Linked DNA regions of Mus musculus: region 2 is linked to region 1. Evidence: chromatin contacts called from public promoter capture Hi-C data. All regions are on one chromosome and are shown on one strand. Each heading gives the region's core, a stretch centred on a gene start, on an enhancer-like site or on the middle of the called end of the contact. The rest is flanking DNA. Distances are from core to core; before and after follow the strand shown. Region 1 overlaps Stn1 (STN1, CST complex subunit). Region 2 overlaps Gsto2 (glutathione S-transferase omega 2).

What was found. Promoter capture Hi-C pulls out the DNA fragments that hold promoters and counts their contacts.
Region 2: a promoter capture Hi-C map of embryonic stem cells shows a contact between it and region 1, with 2.0 times the contacts expected there. The contact joins two enhancer-like sites. A contact is called at or near these places in 6 of 39 promoter capture datasets (the C10 cell line, the HPC-7 cell line, embryonic stem cells and 2 more), 1 of 15 datasets of contacts at CTCF or cohesin (the NIH/3T3 cell line), 1 of 484 Hi-C or Micro-C datasets (B cells), 2 of 115 datasets of contacts at active chromatin or transcription factors (large pre-B cells and pancreatic cancer cells) and 1 of 9 other capture datasets (liver).

Annotation. Positions count from the first base shown.
Region 1 is chr19:47,527,901-47,535,496 of GRCm38.p6, forward strand. It overlaps Stn1 (STN1, CST complex subunit), which reads right to left. Exons shown (of 10, transcript NM_175360.3): 3 at 737-832. Among named protein-coding and RNA genes, the nearest start is that of Stn1, 5.4 kb to the right of the region's middle. Within about 2 kb of position 3,486, at least 92 of the 459 cell types and tissues checked have an H3K27ac peak or open chromatin away from gene starts, as enhancers often do.
Region 2 is chr19:47,885,670-47,893,265 of GRCm38.p6, forward strand. It overlaps Gsto2 (glutathione S-transferase omega 2), which reads left to right. Exons shown (of 9, transcript NM_026619.2): 9 at 349-636. The coding sequence ends at 520. Among named protein-coding and RNA genes, the nearest start is that of Gsto2, 24 kb to the left of the region's middle. Within about 2 kb of position 5,017, at least 87 of the 459 cell types and tissues checked have an H3K27ac peak or open chromatin away from gene starts, as enhancers often do.

The DNA of each region.
Region 1 (7,596 bases), core at 2,236-4,735:
TCAGCGTCACACTGGGTGGCTCACAGCCGCTTAGAACTCTAACTCCAGGGGACCTGACACCCTCTTCTTGCCTCCTTGTGCACCTGGACTCACAGGCACATGACCACACACTGGAAAAAGCAAGACACACCATACTAAAGCCCATTCCAGCAATTGTCTAGTGTCTAAGATACGGAGGCTCTGTGCTTAGTTTTCAACACGAGAGACAGGCAAGTCTGATAACGGATATTTACACCTTAAGTAACAAACTGTTTTTTTTTTTTTTTCCTCTCCCCTAACTGCTCTGGATATAAATCTTTTAAAACGATTGTTATCTAAATACCTCTATTTTTACGTTTACGGGGCCTCTTTTCAAAGGGATCGCCGTAACCACTCACTCCAGTCCTTGGCTCTGCACGGCTGTGTGGCAGGTGTCAGGTGTCTCCCCTGACCATCGGTGACCCTACACGGCTGCATTTCAATTCTTCCACGGCTCCCCCCCCATCCCCCTCTCCACCCCCCCCCCAGCAGTGCCTCACCGCACCCATCCGTGTCATTCTTACCTGTGGCCTCCTTTGCTTCGAGAAGACACAGGACTCCGCCAGCCTCTCAAGAGAGCGCTTGTTTTTTTGTTTTTTTGTTTTGTGTGTGTGTGTGTGTGTGTGTGTGTGGCCCTGGATGCTCACAAGCATGAGGGCTGCTGAAAACTCAACTTGCATCTGAGTGGGGACAAACAGTTTCAGAGGATCGCTCTTACCTCCGTAGCTGTAGAAAGTCTCTCTTTCTTTCACGCTGATGACAGCTCCCATGATATCTACCCGCCTTATTGGATGCCCGTTGTAAAAATATGTACCTAAAAATCAAGAAGAAGGAGATCATACGACACAACCACATTTGCTTGCATTAAATGTCTCTCGGGCATAAGGTGTCACAAGTCACTGGTGAGCTGTGTGCTCAAAATCCAGCCTTAAGAGTCAGTCCTATGCTGGGCAGTGGTGGCGCACGCCTTTAATCCCAGCACTCGGGAGGCAGAGGCAGGTAGATTTCTGAGTTTGAGGCCAGCTCGGTCTACAGAATGAGTTCCAAGACAGCCAGAGCTACATAGAGGAACCCGGTCTCGAAAACAAAACAAAAAAGAGTCAGTCCTTGGCAAGTGGCAGGCTCCAAGAAGGTAAGTGGTCCTTTTAAGGAGCAGAAATCAGAAAAGCAGGCTCTTGAGAGGCCTGAACTAGCACAGCAGGGAAGAGCAGGGTTACTCTCGAAGGTTGGTTAGCTTCCCATTCCACTGTGAATAGGACTGTGCTCTGTGAACACGGCCCGCAGGGCTGAACACAGCCATCACTTGATGTGAGCAAATCACCGAACCCGGTTGACTGCACGGGAAGCTATGGCTTTTCTTTTTTTTTTAAGTTTTTTTTTTAGATTGATTTATTGTACTTTACAAATATGAATGTTTTGCCCGTATGCACGAATATATGTGCACCATATGCATGCCTGCTGGGTCTCCCGAAACTGGGGTATGGATACTGTGAGCCACCATATGGGTACTGGGAATTGAAGCAGGGTTCCCTGCAAGAGCAAATGCTCTTGATCGTGAGCCCTCTCTCCAGCTCCATGACTTTCTAAAACCACAACTTTCCTAAGTCATCATTTGTATGAACCAGTGAGGAAAAGATACACACACTGTGCTGGGCGTGATGACGCACGCCTTTAATCTCAGCAGATCAGGAGGCAGAGGCAGGCGGATTTCTGAGTTCGAGGCCAGCCCTGTCTACAAAGTGAGTTCCAGGACAGCCAGGGCTACACAAAGAAACCCTGTCTCGAAAAACAAAAAAAACAAAACAAAACAAAACAACAAAAAGATACACACACTGCCCACTGGGGCCAGCTGACTGCTGCTCAAGCACTTTTTAAAACCCTGTTTGCAAAGCCCAGGCTACATGGATGCCGGAGGCAAGTTTCTGCCAGTGGGGAAATCCGAGGGGGGGGGGGGGCTGCCACTGGCACACAGAGATTTTTCTTTTTCATATGTGAAAACAGTTGTGATTTTTTAGAAGCCATCAGCTCCTAATTCCACTTTCATTCCCAGGACTTCCTGGCTGCCTGCCTCAGAGCTTCTCACCCAGAGTCCATATCCCAGTGAGGCTCCTGCGTCAGCTTCTGCCATCAACTTAGATCACACACAGGTTCCCAAGTAGTAGTCTCTCCGCCTTCAGCCCCCTGCCGCACCTGCAGTCTTTATCTTCAGATGCGAAGGATATATATATATATATACTTTCATTTTTTTATTTATTTTACTTTTCTACTTTGAGGGCAATACATTATTTTTTTTTAATATTATTGCTTATTTGTATGGATGTGGATGAGAAGACGGTGTTACATTCCACGGAGATGAACTTAGAGGCAGTGGGTTATCAGTTACCCAACTGGGCACTGGGAACCAAATTTGGGTCCTCTGAACGAACAGCACTCGAATACTAAGCCATCTCTCTAGCCCCATCGTTATATTTTCAAAATGGCCTTTTCCTTTGTAAATAAATATGGATTGTAAACTAAGAAGCCATGATTACTTCAGGCATTTGTCCACACTTTTTTTTTTCTTTTCTTTTTTTTTAATCAGCGCAGCTGGCCAGACCTCTGAATTTCAATCCATTAGGAGACTGCGGCCTGAATTTTCACACTGACCACTGCTGATGGATTGATGGACGGTTCTCACAGAGGGATATAGGAGAGTGGGTGTGGCTTGCAGAGAAAAGCGCAGTGAACTTCAGTCTGAGCTGGTCCCTCTCTTGTGGGCAGGTGGACTTCTAAGGAGGAGCTGGTAGATGGGAGAACTATCGTTAGGGCAACCTAGGAGGCCAGAAGCTGATGATGGCAAGGTCCCCTGAAGGAGGGAGCCCAGGACACAGTGTTACCCCTGAATGACAGCTGCTCCTATTCACCAACACACAGGCTGACTGGGTATGACAAGGATCTACAGTCAACAGCTGAAACGTTATGACCCTGAAGATGGGGCGAGGGGCTGGCTAAACAAATCTGTCCCAACGGCAGAAAGAAGACTGAACTAACACATAAGCCAGTGTCCCTGAGTCACCGATCTTCGTCCGACAAACCACATCTGAACACATTCTCACTTGACAACGCACTATACCTCCTTGAAAAGGATTAAACATGGACCTCACGAATGTGTGTCTTGGGAATTAACAATGGCCCACTTTCAAGAGCAGTCACTTGAGGCTGCAAGAAAATCCTTCCAGTCCCAAAGGACTCAGCAGAAGTCAATCTTGAAAACATCACAGGACAATAGAGAACTACAGAAACAAACAAGCAGCAGATGGTTTGAATTGGGGGGCCAGTGGGGTGGGGATGGGGGGTAAACTCTGAGGAAACTGGCTGAGGAAGAAATGCACCGCTTTAAAAACACAGAAGAAACGTCTCCGGGCATATTAAGACACAAACCACAGGGTAAGAAGCCAGGCCTCGAGACGATGGCTTACAACACTGCAAAAGAGAACCACTTCCTTCTACCACAGCGAGCTGCTCTTCTGGAGCCCAAGGGTGCAGCTCTGTCCATGGAGGAAGTAATGATCCAACAGACAGGCTAACAGCAAGCCCATGGGCCAGCCTTTCCCACAGAGCCCACTACAGCCTAGGATATCCTGGGTATCTGGGCTTAAGAAAAGGAAGCCACCCTGTAAAGGGTGTAAAGAGCCAAGGTGCACTTGCTGATAAGTGGATATTGGCCCAAAAGCTGGGCTACCCAAGATGCAATTCACAGGCCACATGAAGCTCAAGAAGGAAAACCAAAGTGTGGATGCTTTGGTCCTTCTTAGAAGGGGGAAGAAAATACTCATGGGAGGAGACAAAGTGTGGAGCAGAGACTGAAGGAAAGGCCATCCAGAGACTGACTGCCCCACCTGGGAATCCATCCCATAATAGTCACCAAACCCAGACACTATTGTGGATGCCAAGAAGTGCTTGCTGACAGGAGCCTGATATGGCTGTCTCCTGAGAGGCTCTGCCAGGGCCTGACAAATACAGAGGCGGATGCTCAAAGTCAACCATTGGACCGAGCTCAGGGTCCCCCAGTGGAGGAGCTAGAGAAAGGACTGAAGGAGCTGAAGGGGTCTGCAACCCCATAGGAAGAACAACAATATCAACCAACCAGAGCTCCCAGGGACTAAACCACCAATCAAAGAGCACACATGGAGGGACCCACAGCTCCAGCCACATATGTAGCAGAGGATGGCCTTGTCAGGAATCAATGGGAAGAGAGGCCCTTGGTCCTGTGAAGGCTTGATGCCCCACTGTAGGAGAATGCCAGGGCAGGGAGGTGGGAGTTGGTGATTGGGGAGCACCCTCATAGAAGCAGGGGAGAGGGGGATGGGATAGGGGGTCTTGGGGGTTTATGTGTGGGGGCAGCCAGGAAAGGGAATAACATTTAAAATATAAATAAAGAAAATAATATTCAATTTAAAAAAATAAAGTTTTATCTTTGCAAAAAATTAATTAATTTTTAAAATCCATACACATTAAATAAAAATAAAGTAAAATTAAAAAAAAAAAAAAGAGCCAAGGTCATTGGCAAATTTGACTCAGATTTTAAGCTACTGTTGATGAACATCCACAACCCCAGGAAGATATTTCTGTTTTCTTTCCTTAAATAGTACTTTTAAGGGCTGGAGAGATGGCAAGAGCACTAGCCGGGGACCTGAGTTCAATTCCTAGCACCCACACAGTAGCTCCAGTTCCAGGGGAATCCCACGCCCTCTTCTGGCCTCTGAGGGTACTGCACGCTTATGATGTGCAGCCATACATGCAGGCAAAACTCCTCTCTGCATAAAAACAAAATAAAATAATTAAAAATAGTACTTCTAAAGAGATCCATCTCAAGAAACAAGATCAAAAACCATTCAGATCCAGGCTGGTCTACATGGTGAGTATATCTGCATGGTGGTCAGCTAGGGCTACCTAGAGAAATCCTATCTTCAGGGAAGGTATCCTGCAAAGCTTTAAAGGCATAAGACAGTGAACAAGCAAAACAATAAACCACACAACTAAATACTACATACTTCACATTTCTACCGGTGAAACCCAAAGGTCAGGTGTATGGAGATGGTGTTTTACAAGGCAAGCCAAGCAGTACCCAGTCAGGCAAAATTTCACAGGTTTAGGGCTGACTCTCCACTAAGATGGCCCCTTTTCAGCTTCCAGACTCCAGCCTTGCTGGGACCCTCTGCCTGGCCCGTTACACTGCTGTTTATGTGACTCCTGCAGCTTTGATGCTTAGCCAGAACGCAGGAAGGGGTCATATATAATGATTACAATTTATAAGAAAGGGGACAAATCAGTAGGCTACATAAAGTGCAGAGGAAGGTGTGGAGGGCTCCAAGGTGAGACTCGGGGACACATCACCCTCTGACACAGTACACTTAACTAACCAGGTCAGCTCATGCAAGGCTCAGCATCGGGGCTTTTCATGGGTTTCATGGTGTAGGTATGATGGATTCACTGGTCATATGGCCTCACCCTCTAAGATCAGGTGGATAGGGTCTCTCTTTGATTCCCAACCCTCAATTAATTGGGTATAGATAGGTCCATTCTGATAACATGCTCCATTACGATAAACTAAGGTGTGGTCCCCACCTCCAGTACAAAGACACTCCTTTTCTCAGGAAATTCCAAAGATTGAGAGACTATTGCCCAGGGCCAAGTTCAAAAGGCAAGCACATTCATTACAGGGCACCGTTTTTTGTCTTCTGTAGTTGTTAACCTCTATTTTTGTTTATTTGTTTGGTTGGTTGTTTCAGATACTCTGGCATTAAAAATTTCTAAGTTTTATGGAGTCATAAGTATCTTGTTTGGTTTTGTTTGTTTGGTTGGTTTTTGTTTTGTTGTTTTCTGGCCTTGATCTGACAGAGATCTCCTGGCTTCTGCAGCCTGTCAAACCCTGGGATTACAGGCAAACATCACCACATCTCTCTTGTCTTGTTTTTAGAGCCTCAGTGTCACGTAGACCAGGCTGGCCTTGGATGTGGCTGAGAATGGAAGACCCTGAAGTCCTGATCTGCTTCCACCTCCTGAGCGCTGGGATTACAGCTGTGTAATCCACATCTGGCTCACAAGAATTCTCTTTATGGTGACCTAAGACAGAAGCCCAAGCAAAAAAAAAAAACCTAGAGTAATGGGGTTTCCTATGCTCTTGGAATTCAACAGCATAAGAATAAGATGTTAGCTTCATCCATGAGATTTCCTCTTACAAATGAACATCTGAGACAGTCTCCCCAGAGAGGGAAAGGACCACAGGGCTGGGTCTCACTGCTTTTAACACATCATCACATCCTTTTGCCCACAGGGATGCCCCTGGGACTTGCTTGCTTCCTTACTCACAGATCTTTGAAGAAAGACTGGCATTTGGTGTGAATTAATTTCCTCCCAAGGAGATGAGCTATAAAGAACACCAGATAATTCTGGAAAATTCTGGAGGAGGCTGGCTGCCTTCCAAGTGAAAGGAAAAAAAAATCCACAGACTAAGTTCAACAGTTGGTAGGGAGCAAAGGTGTAGGAAAAGACTTCTGTACAAACGGCTTTAGAAGGTCATCCAAGCACATAAAATGGACCACATAAACCTCTTTTCATTCAAACTGGGAATATTTGATAGCCTGACTTTTTTTTTTTTTTTTTTTTTTTGACTCAAAGCTCGTTGTTCAGAAGGTCCCTGAATGGAAACTTCACAAAATTGCAAGGGGTTTAACCAAAGTTCTCACAAAACACAGTAAACTCCCAGAGGACTACCCACAGCCACCTAAATTATTCCAATCTATATATTTGTTAAACTTTCAGGTATAATAATCATATCTCTAGTAACCAATACTTTAATTTTTAAAATTGTGGCTGAGGAGATGGTTCAGTTAGTAAAACACCTGTGGCACTCGCAGAGTGGCCTAAATTCTGACCACCGGCCCTCACAGAAAAGCCCAGCTTGTCTGCATATACTTGTAACCCTGTATGGGATCAAGCAGACATGAAAAGATCTTTCAAGCTCATTGGCCAGTCAGCCTAGTGAGGTGCACCTTTAATCCCAGCACTTGGGGAGGCAGAGGCAAGTGTTCGAGGCCAGCATGGTCTACAATGAGTTTTAGGACAGCCAGGGTTACACAGAGAAACTTTATCTCAACTTGCATGCCCCTCCTCGCCTGCCCCATAAGGTGAAGGGCTGGAGAAATGGCTCAATGGTTAAGAGCACTGGCTGCTCTTCCAGAGGACCAGGGTTCAATTCCCAGAACCCATTTGGTAGCTTAAAACCATCTGTAATCCCAGTTCTGGGGAACCCCTCTTTTTCCCTCTGAGGACCCCTCCACAGACATAGTACACGACAAAACATCCAGACACACAAAATAAAAAATATGTAAAAAACAAAATTTAGAAAGTGAAAAATCGGGCTGGAGAGATGGCTCAGCGGTTAAGAGCACCGACTGCTCATCCAAAGGTCCTGAGTTCTAATCCCAGCAACCACATGGTGGCTCACAACCATCTGAACAGCTACAGGGTACTCATATACATAAAATAAATAAATAAATCTTAAAAAAAAAGTGAAAAATCGAGTAAGACACCTAA
Region 2 (7,596 bases), core at 3,767-6,266, 360 kb after region 1:
GGGAAGCCACTCTTTTTTTCAAAGCCTTAAAAGTAAAAATCTGCAAATGGTCTAAGACTGTTGGCTAGAGAGGTTGTCAGACAGTTAGTCTGTTAGCCATGAAATCAAGATGCTGGATCCCCCTGCCTCAGTTCACAGGTGCCCTGTCACTTTCACAGAAGCCACTGTGACAGTGTCAACAGTTGGACACCCGGTTCCAAGTAAGCCCTTTTCCTCAGCAAAGATCAGGCTTACCGGATAATAACCAAGCTTACCATATTTCCCAAAGAAATCCATAGTTTTGTTTCTTTCTCATCTACAGAGTGATAACTGTCCTCGTCCCCACCCTGTCCCTTTCCTGTCTTGCAGCTGCGTGAATCACACCCCGATGCTGCGGCTCTGGATAGCCTCCATGAAGCAGGACCCTGCAGTGTGTGCTCTGCACACTGATAAGAGCGTCTTCCTGGGCTTCTTGAATCTCTATTTCCAAAACAACCCTTGTGCCTTTGATTTTGGGCTGTGTAACCCAATCATACGATAATCCAGGCATTGCCCGGGACTCTCGGTCATTCTGATGTCTGCATCACGGGTCATCTTGGGGTTCCGTGTATTTGTTCTTTTTTTTTGAGGTCCCTAATAAATATGGATGTGTAAAATATAGTCTAATTATCACGGGTCTGACTCCTGAAGCCTGTAGCCTCTAATGATTCTCTAGAAAGTGCCCAGCACAGAAGCAGAAGGGCATTTTGGGAGGTAGTGTGACCCCTGGCTGCCTGGCCTCTGGCTAGTTTGATTTCCAGACTACTGGCCACAGCGCTGGTACGACGGGCCTGATTGACAGACGTTTGTCACTGTAGGTTGGAACTCATCAAAAGTTTCTCTGGTGAGAAGAAAACTTGAGAAGATGGAGAGGGGGGAGGGGGAAGAGGAGAGGGAGGAGGAGGGAGAGGAGGAGATGAAGAAAGAAGGAAGGAAAGGAAAAAAGAAAAAAAAGAAAGAAAGAATCCAACCACACATACTCTATGATGAAATATGGTCTTTTAGCAAAGAAGCGCCGCTGCCCCCATGGGGAGGCGTGTGTGTCATTCCTGTTCAAACTTTGGCCATGAGCCTGGGAGACACCCAGGGTCTTGTGACTGGAAAGAATTCCAAAGCAGGAAATGAAACACCCATTTATCACCCTGGACTAACTACGTCAGGATCTCACTAGTGTTGCTGGGGCTCAGGATGTCTCACAACATATTTTATTAACCAGCATCCTGTCTCCAAAACACCCTCCCCCCTGATCCCACTCACAGGCAAAGGTCACCGCTGGATACGTGTCACATACGCAGTTGGTTCCAACAGATGCTTCTGGTTGCTTGGTGGGTCCATCAATCCTGGACCACTGGAGGATAACTGATGGAGACTCGAACCTTGCCCGTGGAGATCTCCCATCTTTGCACCAGCTTGGTCTGGGGGTTAGCCCAGTGTACTGGACCTTGCCCTGCAGTGGTGGTCTGACTTGGCTTTTCTGTAGCCCTCTATCAACTTGGCCAGGCAGCACCACACCACCTAAGATGGAGAAGACATCGGTTTGCCTGAGGTGGCTGGTCTGCCAGCAGGTGACTTCAGCAGAAGGCTGCTGCCACCACTTCCTCTACAGAAGGATTGTCCCATGCTGTTTTTAGCTAGTGTATCCTCATCTGCCTGTGGTTGTTTTGTGTTGTTGTCTCTTAAGATTCTTCCAGCATTTCAGTATCCCCAGCCATGCCCAGAGGCCAGGCAACAGCGAGTGTGAAGTTCCGACTTCAACGTGCCCCTGCTTTGGACTTAACCCAGACCAACCCTCCCTACTCCCTACATTTCAGCTGGCTCTGCCAGCTGTTGGTCACAGGCTTCCTTTTCCACCACATAAGTAGTTACCAGGTGCTACGCCATGCCGGTTGGACAGAGGCAGGCCTATTTGGCAAGGTGACCAGGCCTGCCAGAAAAGACAGGCATGTGACAGGCAGTCTGTGGAACCATCTGTTCCGGATGTGGTGCCCCGTTGCTGTGGCACCCGAGCTACTGTAGAGTCCGTGAACCACTGCTTGCTGGGATCTGAGCTCGGAAGGAGGGAATTGTTCCTGTGGTCTCTACCAGGGCTGCTGGGTCTGATTAACTCTGCAGGTGTCTAGAGAGGCTCCAGCCTGTGGCCAAACTGTTGGTACAGAAGTGGTATCTCTCTGGGTTAGAGAGTTGCTTTCTTGAGGCTTCACAGTAATTTACAAAGCTTGAAGAACCTGGAAACATAGGCTGGAGAGAATAATAACCAAGGGCAAGGTCACAGGCTGATGACCCACAGCCTTGTCTGGGGTCCGGATGCCCTTTGGGTGTGTGTGACTTCTGCAGGCCACCAGGGTCCTGGCTCCCTTCACTGCTTTGCTCTTGTTACTTCCTGCTCCTCTTTGCTGTTATATTTTCTTTTTTTTTAAAGTTTTTTTTTTTTTTAATGTGTGTATAAGTGTGTTGCTCTGTGTATGCATGTGCGTCACATGTGTGCCCGGTGCCCAAGGAGGAAGTCAGAAGATGGCACAGGTCCTCTGGGACTGGAGTCACACGGCTGATTTCCCCCATGTAGGTGCACACCCAGGTCCCCTGCAAGAGAGCAAATGCTCTTAACCACTGATCCATCTTCCCCGCCTCTCCTCTGGTTCGTGATGTCACCTTCCTAACTCACGCAGCAAGGTGGAGTCACCAATCTCTGGCCGAAACGAGGACTGAGCCTGAAGAATATGAAACAAATCAATAATATTTCATGAAGAGTTCTTATGGGGGTTGGGGAGGAAAATATAAATGTTAAACATGAATGATGGCCGGGGTGGCTGCTCAGTCACGTGTTTGCCACACAGTTTAAGGACCTGAGGTTAGATGCCTGGCATTTATGTACAATGCTGGACATGGTGGGCACATACCTGTGATCCCAGTACAGTGGAGGCAGGGACAGGAGGCATCCAGGAACTCGCTGTCCAAGCTAGTCTAGCTAGATTGGTGTGCTTCCAGAGCAACAGGAGACTTGGTCTCAAAAAATAGAACCTGGAGGGATGCTCAGAGGTTAAGAGCAGTAGCTGCTCTTTCGAAGGACCTGGGTTCGATTCCCGGCACCCACATGGCAGCTCACAACCACCTGTAACCCCAGTCCCAGTTGATCTAGTTCGTTGTTCTGGCCTTCGGGACACTGCCCTCATGCAGAATACAGACATACATGCAGGTGAAGCACCCATAGATATGAAGATAATTTTTTATTGGTTATTTTATTTATTTACATTTCAAATGTTGTCCCCCTTCCCGGTTTCCCCTCTGCAAACCTCCCCATCCCATCCCTCCTCCCTCTGCCTCTATGACAATTCTTTTAAAGGTGGAGAACAATAGAAGAAGCCGCCTTACGTGCCCTCTGACCTCCATGTAGCCACATGTGCACAGGTCTGACCTTTGACCTCCATGTGCGCATGTGCACCCCATACTCACAACTAAAAAAAAAAATGCAATAATGTGAAAAATAGGCAGTCTCATGTTCTCCCAAGACTCTGTTGCTGATGGTCTGAAGGCAACATGGGGGAGCGGGTGGGTGTCCCTAGAGGTCCCAGGCACAGTGATAGAAGGGGACACTTGGCCTGAAGCCAAGGGAGGAGGTCACTGGGATTCACCTAGGAAGCTCTATAGGAAGTCTTCACCTAAAGCTAGCTTCTCACCATGGGAGAGGAACAATGAAGTTGTTCACTGAGTGCTTAAGGCATGCTAGGGACTTCATCTACAATACTTATTCTTCAGAACCTTGCACGATGAATAAGAATTGCCCCCATCCTACAGATGGACAAGCTGAGGCTTTGAGTCCCGTGATTTGTCCAGATGTCTTAGAGCTCATCACCAGTTCTGCCTTCCCAAGCTCTCAAGCAAGAATCATCCCTTACTTAGACTTGGCTTTCCTAGAACCTCTCGGGTAGACAGGGCATACAGACAGTAGTGACTGCCAACCAGTGTGCTTGCTGAATGCACACCCGTGAGACCAGGATGGGGTTGGTAACTCGATAGGTGGGCACACCGGACCCAGCCCAAGGGCAATCTCATGAGACAACTGTTACAGCTCTTCTCCCTTGTTGTCTAAGAGGAAACCCTGTCCCCGGAGCTGGAGGGGTTCTGCCATGGTTGTTTTCCAGATCTTAAGAGCCAGGGAGAGCAGAAGTGTGAGAGGGTCAAAGCACACTGTCTCATGGTCTCAAAAAACTGGGGCAGCATCCCAGACTCCCCCAGGGAAGACCCATAAATGTTTCCAAGGCGCTAACACATGTCTGGCTCCCGGGGAGATATTAATGAAACAGTTCCTGCCGATACTAACTGTGCTGAGGGGGGCCTGCAGGGAAGGCAGACTCCATGTGGGGGGCATTCAGAAGTGGGGATTCAGCCATGAGGAGGAGCTCATGTGGGTGAGAGGTATGATGGGTGCTGGCTTTGAGGCCATTCTTTGGGCCCTAAGTGAAGCACTTCACATGTCCCAGGGGCATCTCTATCCCCATTTCATGGCGGAGGTAACAGGCAAACCCCACACTTAGAGTAAGGCTGAGACTTGTTGTGCTAGGATGAGCCACAGCTGGGACTGGAACAACCCCAGCTACTAGTTCCAATGGCCATGGGCTCAGCGGGAATATGGCTGGGTGTCCAGAGAACAGCCTCACGTGTGGGCCTCTACACTTGGACGGTGTATGAAGTGGCAGCAAGGGCCTGCTCTTCCCAGAGTCTTTTTGTGCCATTAAGTACTCAGGGCACCTCAACACTTAACGGTTGTGTGGGTCTGAATGCCTGTGGTTCCCAAGCATCCTGTCTGTCCAGGTCACAAAGCACCCAAGGAAACAAGGACAGCTCTTCTTAGACCCTTGGCTGGGTGAAGCTGTGGACTCTGGAAAGCCTGGTTCTTAGGGCATCTGCTGTGGTCTGGCTTGGCCCTGATTCCTGGAATGTGGGTCTGTAACGGCTGCTTCCTCATCTCCCATTAGGACTGACCTGCATCCTCTTTAGACTGCCTTCCGGAAGCTCCAGTCAGCATTATTTATGCCATTTGGAAGAGACGCCAGGACACAGTCAGTCTTTTAGGGGCTCTGTCTAAACATTTCTCTCCTGAGAACTCGTTTTCAGCCCACCCTCCAGAAGTACGTAAGTCACCAGGCTGGGAGGATGCATCCCTAATCAGATGTGAATTCAGTCAAGGGTGGCTAGAAAGGGGAGGCAAGAGGTGGGTCTTTACTTTCTGTTTCTATTTTAAATAAAACCGGTCCAAGAGAAACCAAAAGTACAACTATGTGCTGTAAAGAAACAGGCAGGACTTAAGTCCTCCCGATTCCCCTTCCAACCCGTCTTGTAACGCCCCACTTTGTACTTCTAAGACCTTTGTCCCATGGAGGAACGGACTGTGTTTAAACACCTCTGAGGTTTATGTGGTTCCATTTTGCTGGAAGATAATTTGTTGACAGTTTTAACTCTCTGTTCTCATTGTGGAGCTACAGAGGGACATCAGAGGGCTGGCACATGCTATCCCCCCACCCCCCCAAGCAAAGCCTCATACTGTGCAGAAGCAAACCAGCTGTGCCCAGAGGTACAAGGGAGAAGAGTGAGGCAGTGAGCAGCCATTTAAAAGACTAAGGAACAGACCAGTGTCCAACAGGATGTCCAGGAAAGTTAGACTGGCGTGCTGTCTGTCATGTGTGTGGGAGTTGAAGGAAGGCGTTCATACAGGCTGTTGGCATTGGGACCTCTGAAACCTGTGACATCACATAGGTGGATCCTGCAGACCTGTTACCAACACAACAGGCACCATATTCCTAGAATCCACTTGGTTCACCTCCCACCTCTACCTGCATTATGTCATTTTCCATGTATATAAGGGGTACGTCCCTCCCTCTCTCTCTCTCTCTTTCCCCCTTCTCTTTCTGCTGCCACCTTCCCCCTCCCAATAAACATCTTATGCGTGGAACTGTTTTGACCCAGTACGCTGTGTTCAGATGCGAGCTGCCGCTATGTTAACACATCACATGTACTAGGCACAAATCAGAGAGAGTTGGGAGGAGACACAAGAGACAATGTGAGTGATTGGTTTCTGGGGCATGGACTCAAGGGTTAGCATGAAAGCTTGTATGCTGCTTGACTTGTCAGCTTAAAACATTCATCATGGTACTGTTGTGTGTGCATGTGAGTATGCGTGCATGTGTGTCTGTGTAAACACTAGCTAAAAGAACAGCTATCTTTAGAAGGCACTGGGAAAAGTTGAGTCTAAAAATTTCCCTCTCTGGGCAGGGCAAAGCAGGGTGCAGAGAAAGGGGGACCAGGCAGCTTCAGGCACATATTTCCCCCTGGGAGTGGTTCTTGGCTCTGCCTGGGGCTCACTCCTGGCCAAACCAAACAGACTCTAAGCTCTCCCAGGGGATGGAAACTAGACTGGGACAACTTCTGAATCACAGCCTCAGAGAGCCTGGACAGTCACTGACAGTTGGGCACAGCTGTGGCCAGCCTTGCGTCGGAGGCTGGCCACTCTCCTCTCTCCCCTCCCACCGCACTGAACACACAATCCATTGCTCTACAGCTGTAGCTGAACCAGGTAACTAAAATGTCGACGCTTCACCACTGCTCACCGCATGAAGTCAGGTTTTACTTTAGATTAGCATTCAAGATGTCCACAGTTTGGCCTCCCAGACCCTTCTCCATCTTAACCTTGCATGATGTCTCAGTATATACAAACACATACTTTCTTCCGGATCTGCTTGGACTCTTCTCTGCCGTATACCCCCACGGGCCCCCCCCCCCGTCAAGTCCACTTCGGGATTGATCTGGACTCACTGGAGTTCACATCTGTGTGAGCAGAACGGGGCTGGATCACAGCAGGGGCTGCTGTAGTGTGGCTGCCCACTCACCTCCAAGTTTCTCCAAGGCCTTCCCTAACAACCCTGGGTATCAGTGGTTCTTGGATTTCTCAGCTGGGAAATCAGACAGGGTGTGGATTCTTTGATGTAGTGAGGTCACCGAAGCCTGCAGTGGAATGCGGGAGACTGTTCCCTGTGACATGATGGTGAGGGCCACACAAGGGTGTGCTGGACCCAGCAGCACTGGGTTTCAGTCTTTGGGGGGTATGTACTATCACACCCAGTTAATGTGGTGTTGGGGATCAAACCCCTTCACGCATGCTAGGCAGGTCTTCTAACAACTGAGCCACCCCCACCTTTTTGGGTGTGCCTTTCATAGAACTTGGAAGGTCACCTTGCACTTCCCTCCCAAGGTCCTATTCACTTCTGTCTTGAGCAGTGTCTCCTAGGCATCAGGCTCCCAGTCAGTGCTCTCAGATCTGTACCAACCTGCCAGGAATCAGTGCCTCCCAGCCACCTGCTGCCCTGCTCACTTGTGAGACTGTAGCTGTGCTCAGGGAAAAACCGTGGTATAGCTGGCACCACACCGACCATATTGACCAGATCAGCCTCCCTCAGGCCTGTCTTTCAAGAAGGCAGCCCATTGGGTTTTTGTTTTTGTTTTTTTTAGAAATGAAGTAAGGATTTTCCTCAAGTGTACCACCTGAGGGATGCTTAGAGCTTTACCTGGTCACTTCAGATTGGATTC